Regions from separate parts of the Mus musculus genome. Here region 1 is linked to region 2. A link is a contact called in public Hi-C data. All regions are on one chromosome and are shown on one strand. The core of a region is the stretch at or near the end of the contact, and the rest is flanking DNA. Distances in the headings are between cores, read along the strand shown. Region 1 overlaps Ano10 (anoctamin 10). Region 2 has its middle 25 kb from the start of Gm39464.

Evidence for each region. Hi-C and Micro-C count contacts between places; a contact is called where the count stands out from the background.
Region 1: a Hi-C map of the N1E-115 cell line shows a contact between it and region 2, with 3 times the contacts expected there. The contact joins two enhancer-like sites. A contact is called at or near these places in 25 of 484 Hi-C or Micro-C datasets (the 3T3-L1 cell line, the HL-1 cell line, the N1E-115 cell line and 15 more) and 4 of 115 datasets of contacts at active chromatin or transcription factors (T-cell acute lymphoblastic leukemia, astrocytes, cardiomyocytes and 1 more).

Annotation. Positions count from the first base shown.
Region 1 is chr9:122,222,776-122,227,781 of GRCm38.p6, forward strand. The region is part of intron 11 of Ano10 (anoctamin 10); the gene reads right to left. Among named protein-coding and RNA genes, the nearest start is that of Mir8106, 49 kb to the right of the region's middle. Within about 2 kb of position 2,751, at least 27 of the 459 cell types and tissues checked have an H3K27ac peak or open chromatin away from gene starts, as enhancers often do. A contact at or near this core is called in the N1E-115 cell line and muscle stem cells, where this site is marked.
Region 2 is chr9:122,020,005-122,024,604 of GRCm38.p6, forward strand. No RefSeq gene overlaps it. Among named protein-coding and RNA genes, the nearest start is that of Gm39464, 25 kb to the right of the region's middle. Within about 2 kb of position 3,032, at least 73 of the 459 cell types and tissues checked have an H3K27ac peak or open chromatin away from gene starts, as enhancers often do. A contact at or near this core is called in the N1E-115 cell line and muscle stem cells, where this site is marked.

The DNA of each region.
Region 1 (5,006 bases), core at 1,501-4,000, 200 kb after region 2:
AAATAATCTGAATGCCCGCATCAAGGAAAGGTAGGCCCTGTGGAATATCCTGTATTTATGAGGAGAGGTGTCTATGCCCTGTGCAATCTTCACATGCAAGGCCCAGCTGTACCACAACATGGCTCCCCATCAGTCTGTCCCTGAGAGGTGCCAAACGTCAGAAGCAAAGAACAGAAAGCAAAGCACAGCTTGCGAGCAATCCTGCCCTTCCTTCCTCACACTTCCTCACAGTGTCGGTGACCGCCCCATTCCCTTAAGCCCCTCAGCCAGCTTCCCTTCTCTCTGGCATCAGTGGCAGCATCTGGCAAAACCAGACCCAGTCCTAGGCTCTGCCCTCCCCTCCCCCTGCATTCAAAGACTCAAGACTCAGGGCTCCTCTCTTGTCTCCCTGGGCTCTGCAGGCCCGCGTCCTTCTTTATTGTGGCGTCATCAAAGTCAAAGAACAACCGCACTTCTGTTCTCAATGGGAGCTGAGACTGCATCCTGAGGCGGCTTCTATATGGTGGGAGAAAAGACTGTGCCATGTGGCCTGCTTCTCTTTGGCAGACGGGCTGCAGGGATGCATATAAGCTGTTCCTTTCATTGTTTAGAATTGTATTACACCTCAAAGTGTTCCCATGAGTGAGCTAAGTGGAGTTAATAAGCCTACTGTGGGTAAATGTGTGAGGACAATTTCTGTTGCCTCCCTCACACTGGAAAAGGGAAACAGGAGCCTGCCTATGAGTGTGTGTGCACATGCACGTGAACACGGCTTTCATTGCAGTGAGCAGGAAAAGTTTGCACTGTGAAAAGAAAAGGAGTTTACAGAACAAACAGAAGCTTCCTCCGGCCGCTCAACCCTTCCTCCCAGTGTGCTTGGTTCCCATCTTCCCTCTCTTTAGTTCCAGCCTCTGATGGAGTCCACACACTGCTGCCGCCCTTTGTTCTGGTCATAGAAACCCACCCTAGAAGGAGGGAGGGGCGTCTCCCTTTCAGAACACCCAGGGCAGGAGGTAGAGGGGCTGCAGCTAGGTAAGACGCCCTTTCACTAGAACCCCCATATAATGATGTTCCAAAACAGACCTCTCCAGTCCCCACCAGGGAAGGGGAGGAAATCCCAGTCGCTACAGGACCCTGGCTACCCCGTTAAGCTTCATAGCCCATGTTTTGTTAACTGTGGGCATGGGCAGAGGAGGGCTGCCTAGAGGCTAATTGGCAGAACCACAGAATCACTGCAAGTAATATTTTGATAACATTTTTTACTATGAGATAATCTAAGGAAACACACAAACTGATGAATTGAGTTAATGTGAACATGGGCATCTTGATGTTGACTAATTTCCAGTTTTGTTGCACAATAGTTGTGCTTATACACAATGACTGGGAGACTGGAAGCCTCTAAAGTAAATTTCCACTTGTGAATCAAGCATTAACAATCTGGTAATTACTGTAAAGGGCTTAAGTAGTGCAAAATCCTCCACTTATGTATTTTCACAAGGCATGAAGTGTGGCAACCTCATTCTGCATGTGAGCTGGGGAAGGCATGGAGGACCGGCCCTCCACTATTTATATGTGTACAACAGGAAGATGACAAGAGCTTTCCCCTGTTCCTTACAAGGAAGCTGCTAGGCATGCTGGTCATAGGGGGTTTCCAATGCCCCTGCAAAAGGCCAACCTACCTCTCCAAACCCAACTGATGAAAGGAAAACATACAGTGAAAAAGGTGGCCTCCTGGAGAGGGAGTGCATCTGTGCACTGTCAGCAGGTGAGACCTGCTCCTGCATGTCCCAGGAAGAAAAAAAACGAGGAGGAGGAGGAGAGGGAAAAGGAATAGAAGAAAGATGAGGGAGGAGAGGAGGAGGAGGAAGAAGAGGAGGAGGAGGAAGAGGAAGAGGAAGGGAGAGGAGGAGGAGGAAGGAGAGGAGAAGGAGGAGGAGAAGGGAGAGGAAGGGAGAGGAGGAGGAGGAAGAGGAGGAGGAAGAGGAGGAGGAGGAGGAGGAAGAGGAAGAGGAGGAGGAGGAGGAAGAGGAGGAGGAGGAGGAGGAAGAGGAGGAGGAGGAAGAGGAAAGGAGCTCCTTCGGGTTCACAGGAAGGTTAGGTGGGAACAGACACGATGCCTGCAGAATTCCAGGCCCCTGGTGTGGCACAGAGGCAACCAGCTTATTCCTGTTTCTGCACCTTCCAGCCTGGCTGCCCGGACTACATGACGCTATGTAAGTGGTGTCTGCTAATGCCATTCCTGACTTTCAATCCTTGCTCTCATCCACTTCCAGGGAGAGGGAAGGGGAAAGCGGTCAACACACAAATCATGATATTTGAAAACATACGGTGGTTTTCTTGTACTCATTCCTATGTACTATTTAATCCTTGCTACATGTATGTAAGACCCTGTACATACACAGCAACACATGCACACACAGTGAGTCCTCATTCACCATTAAACTATGCCAATGCAACAGTCTGGATGTTGGGAAAAATTCCCAGACCTGACCTCTGTCTAGAGTTAGAGGCTGACCTGGAGCAGAGGTCTGAGCAGGGCCCAGCTCTGACATTCTCCATAGACTCGGACTCCCCTAAACTCCCCCTGGCCTGAGGAGGAGCTAGCCTGGCTTGCCCTTGCTCTTCGTATGTTGTGTCTTCATACTCCAAGCTATGCTGCATGCAGTGTCCAGTGGCATGAAGAGCAGAGGGAGCTCAACAAGCACTTACCAGGGGACCACCATGCCACAGCCATAGGCATGATGGGTTCAGGATTCGGAAATCAGAACAACAGGGCTCCCTCTAGTGGTGTAGAACATACCAACAAATACTACTACCCATCTCCGCTCAGGCTCAGTGTCCTGAAAGGGACTTGCTCTGACTTTCGGTGCTGGTCTGGTTGTTTCTTCCTGGGAAATCAAGCACTACAGTTGCCTCTCCTCTAACATCCATCCCCACAGCCGAGAAGGAGCGATGTGCAGAGTCGGCAAACCTGTTTCATTTAAGAGCCATGGAAATCTCACCCAGCAAGGACAGAATATAGGGCTGGAGACAGACCTAGGCCAGCCAGTGACCCAGGTATCTGGAGGAGGAGAAGGACAGACTGAAGGCAAAGGAAAAGTGAGCCTCAAGCCCGAGGTAAGAAATTAACTTCCTCACGTGTGTGAAACTGCATTCGGAAAACAGCAGTAATTAGATTCAAGCTGTTTTAGCCAAGCTCAGCCTGGGATTCTGAGCAGCCTGGGCTGCTCTGCCAGTGAGGAGCCATTAAGATCATCAGCATCAGTCACCGTCCTGTCAAAACTGTGTCTGCTCAGATGATGCTATGGTAGACTCAGAAGGATTGTCTGTGCTACAAACCTGAACTAGGCCGCTGTTCACACCGTAGCTGGCGCCTGTTATATAGATCAAGCACTGGGGGTTAGTGGGTGAACAAAATCAGTACTAACACAAGATGGCAGGGGCAGCAGCACCAGGAGAAGGTGGATCAGCACCACTAAAACTGCAAACTGATGACGGACAGGCAGTGTGACAGGCCCCAAGCTGACCTCAGCTATGGCTATGGCAAAATATGTATTTTAACTGTCATTCAGAGGGGTTTGGTTTCTTTAAACCAGATTACTTCTCTCCATTTGTAAGAAAAATGAGAAATGACAGAAAATCATTGTCAAGTCAACAGCTTTAAAATGTGAACTAAGGTGCACCACTTGCTGTGCAAGTACAGGGACCAGAGTTCAAATCCCCAGAATCCACATAAAATCCATGTGCTTACATGTGCACCTATCACCCCAGGGCTGAGAAGTGGGGCAGGCCAATCCTGGGGGCTGGTTAGCCAGCTGATCTACCAGGGTCAGTGAGAGGCCCTCTCTCAAGAAGGCAGGAAGCGACAGACGGCAACAAAACCACTATCTTCCGCATATATAGGCACAACTGAGTGCTCACATACACACGTACATGCACAAACACACATACTAATCTCAAGGCTCTAACATAGGAATAATAAAAATATTTCTTCACATATGTGTGTATGTGTATATGTGCATGTTTGCATGTGTAAATATATGTCTATGAGCAGGTACACATGTGTTTGTGTTTGTATGCATGCACACGCTTGTGTGCAGAGGCCTAAGGTAGGAATCAGATGTCATCTTACCCTGTAGCTTATATACTGAGGCAGAGTCTCCCACTGAACCCAGAGCCAGCTCTTTAACTAGCCAGAGTGCTGTGTGGAGCTCCTGTCTCTGCCCTACCATGTCCTGCAGTCACAGGTGAGCCACCACACACCTCAGTTTTTACTTATGTTCTGGTGACCTGAACCCTGACCCTCATGCTTGGCAACGAGCAGTCCTGATGATAGAAATCTTAAACAAGTTCCTCTGAATGCCTCACACACGGTTCTCATTTGCTTTAGCAAAATGAAGACAGAAGACATAATAAAAGCACTCTCTGAAGTAACGCACAGCAAGGCTTTACACTCAAGCTCATGGAGATTCCTGCACGTGCTACAACCCAGGCAGCCTGGGGGTTTCTCTTACAGCACTTGTCCATGGCAAAGTCAGATCTGAAGAAAAATTCACTGAATTCCTGAGCCCTTCTCTGTTTGGCATAAGAATTGCTTTGGACCAGATGCCCCCAACAATGTTTCCTGCATGACATGACTGAGCATAAAGATGCCATTGTCTCCAGAGATTTGCTGAGGTGCTTGTGAGCCAAGGTTACACTGCACCAGAGCCCATTCTTTGAGCTTGGCGGCAAGCACGGTATCAGTTGGCATTCTCCGCATCAAGACGGTACACTGCCTTTTTTCTCTGTGCTCTTTTCAGTGAGTCCCCCTTCAGATCACAAAGCTGAAACACTCACTCTGTGACAGGTATCCCAGGAAATGACAAACACACAAGAGACAGGAAACCAGGGAGCATCAGCCACTGTGGTTTGCTTGAGCCTTGCATAGCACTACAATGTGCAATTAAATAATATGGTCCCAAGAGCTGAGGTTGGACTTTAGAGATTACTTATTTTACTATTTTTAATTATGTGTACATGTGTGT
Region 2 (4,600 bases), core at 1,782-4,281:
GAAGAAAAAGCTTTGACATCATCTGGGGATCTAAAAAGTCATGATTTGCAGAAAGGTGCCATGCCTCTGTATGTGAGTGTGTGTGTGTGTGTGTCTGTGTGTGTGTAAGAAAGAGAGAGAGAGAGAAAGAGTGTGTGTGTGAATGAATGTGTGTATGTGTATATGAGTGTGTATAAGAGTGTGAATGTGAGTGTGTGTATTTGTGTGTGAGTATGAGTGTGTCTGTGAGTGAGTGAGTAAGTGAGTGAGTGTATGTGTGTAAGCCATATGTTTCTATGAAACTTTTCACAAGCAAAAGGGGAAAGCTTAAGCAAAAGACACACCTCAGGCCACACAGAGCCTCTGGACAACTATAAAGGACCTGCGGGCTCACCACACTCAAAGCAATCACTGTCTCATTAGCTGACAGCTGAGTGGAGCCAGCAGAATCTCCTGTGGCCTTCACTACAGGAAGTACAGACTACCTCAGTAATCTACTGGGGCCACAAGACACAGACAGCAGCAGCAGCCACAAAATCAGCAGTAGCAATAAGAAGCCCTAGAAAGACGGCTCAGTGGTTAAGGGCACTGGCTGCTCATACAGAGGACCTGAGTTCAGTTCCCGACTCTAACTACACTTCCATGGATGTAATGCCCTCTCCTGGCCTCTGCCGGTGCACATGTACACATATATGCATGCAGGCAAAACACCCAACACATGTAATAAAAAATAAATGTTTTAAAAGGAGCTCTGAAAGTGGAAGGATCTGTGTAGTTGCCGTTGCTCCACATTGTATTACCTACTCCAGTGTTTCATGAGACAAACAAAGAAACATTAAAATATGGTAAATTCGGGAGGGGGCACATGATCAATGGAGAGTACTACAGAAGTCATACATTGAATTTTTAGATGAAGACTCTAAATAAGCTTGTATAAATTATTCAAACAATTCAAGGAAATAATGTCTAAAGAATGAAAAGAAAGGATCAGAATAGTGCCTCACCAAGTCAGTAATTTAAATAAAGACAGAGAAGTTGCTTTTAGGCACCAAATAGAAATTTTGTAGTTGAAACATACAATAGCTAAACGTAAATCTCACTAGAGGGCCTCAGAAGCCATTTGAGGTCATAGAACAAAGACTTAAATTTGGGCTGGGTGGGGGGATGGTTCAATCATCGAGGGCATGAGGACTGGCTGGTTTTGTGTCAACTTGACACAAGCTAGAGTCATCAGAGAGAAAGGCGCCTCAGTTGAGGAAATACCTCCATGAGATCCAGCTGAAAGGCATTTTCTCAATTAGTGATCAATGGGGGAGGGCACAGCCCATTGTGGGTGATATCATCCCTGGGCTGGTGATCTGGGTTCTGTAAGAAAGCAGGCTGAGCAAGCCATGGGGAGCAAGCCAGTAAGCAGCACCCCTCCATGGCCTCTGCATCGGCTCCTGCCTCCAGGTTCCAGTCCTGTTTGAGTTCCTGTCCTGACGTCCTCCAATGATGGATTATAATCTGGATGTATAAGCCAAATCAATCCTTTACTCCCCAACATGGTTTTTGGCTGTAATGATTTAACACAGCAGTAGCGACCCTAACTAAGACCAGTTAGTGCCAGGGTAGTGGGGTCTTGCTGGAACAGCTCTGAGAGCACAGAGAATCTGTGTTCCAGAGACAGCCAAGGTTGTACCTTGTGCTGCAGCTGGACTTGGTAATGTATAAGAGTCACGCCGGTGGTGCTGGTTTTGAAGGCGTGAAGAGGTCATGAAGAGCAGCTGAGGCTCAGCACTGGGAGAGGTCAGGAGAGGCCATTGGTGAAGGTGCAGCCACAGTGGTGGTTGATGGCACAGGACTAAGGGAGTCATGCAAGAAAGCTGAGGCTTGGCACCATGAAGAGAGCCTATGAGAGGCTACTGGTGAAAATGCAGACCAGTTGTAGCAGAAGATCCAAGCAGTGTTAGAGATGCCAGTACCACGGGACGACCACCAAGAACAACAGCAGTAGGGGAGTGGAGCCAGCCAGAACCTTGGAACCAGGCTGTGTGCTACAGAGGGCAGAACTGGAGACGTGACTCAAGCCCTTTGGAGGAGCCCAGAATATCATGAGTGGATCCCCGACATTTTATGGTTAGAGTTTGATTTTACTTTCATTTGATTGAGACTGTGACCTGATTTTTCCCTCCTGAAGTAAGGTATTTTACTGGATCCCACAGTTGAGAGACTTTGAATTTTAAGAGACTTTGATTTTGAAAGAGATTGGATATTTTAAAGGGATGAAAATTTTAATGTGTTTGAATTTGTAAAGATGGTGGGACTTTTAAAGTTATTATGTTTTTAATGTCAGGCTTTGGGGATAAATAAGGAAAGGTTTCGACTTAATAGTGATGTGTCTGTGTGTCAACTTGACAAGGGGTCAGTTGTAACTGGCTGATTTTGTGTGTCAACTTGACACGGGCTGGAGTCATCAGAGAGGAAGGAGCTTCAGTTGAGGAAATGCCTCGATGAGATCCAGCTGAAAGGCATTTTCTCAATTAGTGATCAATTGGGGGGGGGCACAGCCCAAGGTGGGTGGTGCCACCCCTGGGCTGGTGGTTCTATAAGAAAGCAGGCTGAGCAAGCCATGTAGAAGCAAGCCAGTAAGGAGCATTCCCCCATAGCCTCTGTATCAGCTCCAGCCTCCAGGTTCCAGCCCTGCTTGAGTTCCTGTCCTGACTTCCTTCAATGATGGATTATGATCTGGAAGTGTAAGCTGAATCAGCCCTTTCCTCCCCAACTTGCCTTTTGGTCGTGACTAAGACACTCCTCACTCACACCTGACTTAGTCTTGTTTCTCTCTGAACCTTGACTCAGTGACCTTTGACGGTGCTGGCGCCTGGCCGACCATCGTGCTTGGCTTGCCTTTATTCTGGAAGTGCGCACTTTTGAATCTACCCCTATGCCATTGAACTGGCTTTAAAAAAATAACCTTATCTCGTATGTTTCCTGACACCACCAGGCCACTGCATTCCGAGCCAATGGCTTTGGAGCCTGCTAGTGAACACCATCTCTGGGCTTCCTCTCAGCTGGAAGCACAGGAAACATTTGTTCTCTGGCATCTTGGGTTCAGACCAGCATGAGACTGAGGCCAGGGTACAGCCTGCCTCCCTGGAGCGGCTTTGCTGGGGATTTCTGATGAATGAGTCAAACCGGAAAATAAAAGAAGCCATTAGAACCTTTGTCCCAGCTGAGGGAGAAATTAAATTTCTGGGCTCTGGCCTAGAACAAGAACCAGGCATCTCTCTGTGTTGGTGGGGCTAAGAAATGAACCCTGGGCATTATGTACTTGCTCTGCCACTGAGCCACCCTAACCCTAGAGTGCAAGCTGTTTTTCTATCTTTTGCATGACTGCTTACATCTGCTGGGACTGAGAAGGAGGAACACATCTTGTCTTTGCTCAGTCTGGGCTTTAGGTAGGGACTCAGGACTGATTCTTCCAATCAAAGCAGCCCCATGTCTGTGCAGGGATTCCCACTCAAGCATCTCCAAGAGAATCATCAAGGGCTGCATCAGGAAGGTTTCTGTCTTTGGAGCAGGAGATGCCGAGGCAGGCAGTGGTTCACCCAGAAGTGTGAAATGACAGTGACAAAGGAGAGGAATGCTGTCCAAGCACTTGGTTGAGTCCATAGTTCTTTGGTGCAGAAAAGCCACCTACATGGCATGCTGCTGACAGTTTTCAGTAAGCCCTTTTTAAAGGCTGGATTTGGGAAGGTGTTCCTCTATGTCCACCGTCATCCATTCATATTGATTCAACCTTGAAACACCATTCCAGGCTCACTAATGAGATTAAGGTTCAGAACAATCTCCTTAGGAATTTAAATGTCCCTGTGCACACGTACATGCATGCATGCACGTGGAGGCCAGGGGGGAACTACTCACACCAGCCGTGAATGCCGCCATGGCATCTTTCTGTGGAGTCTGAAGGTCAGGCTAGTGTCCTTGTGCTTACCCTAGTAAGCCCGCTACTGACCGAGCCACGTCTCCAGCCCCAGAAAGGCCTCTTCAGCAGACCATACAGCTGAAGTAAAGGACCCTGCAACAGCTCACTCCTCATAGTTTCCCTTTCATCCACTTCTTAGTCTGGTGACCAGCTGACAAACATATCAACAGTTCCAGAAACTTTCCTCATTCTTGATCCAACAACCCCACACTTGGCAGCTTATTCTCATGAAGTAATTGTAATTGCAGAATACACATGTCATAGCTGAGTGTGGCTAAGGACACAGTCCTCTCCTCCCCAAATGCCACTCAAGCAATAAAATGGACACAGAAATAACAACAACAACAACAACAACCCCCCCCAAAGCCAGTGTTGTGATTACAGACAGTTAGGTGTAAGGTCAATGTGTTTATTAAGGAATTCCTAGGGAATAGAAGGCCAGGACAGAGCAGAGCAGACTGACAAGATACAACAGAAGCGGCATGCTGCGGGGCCGAGCTTTCGAGTACCACAGAGGGAATCCCACCAAAGAAACTGCTGATCAGAGGCAATGGAAAGAGAGGCCAGGGTGGACACAGTGCAGGTGTGAGCTAGCTTCTGCACCCTGCTCAGGTATTCAGTCATCTGAGAGGTCTGCCTGCAAGTCTTCAGCTG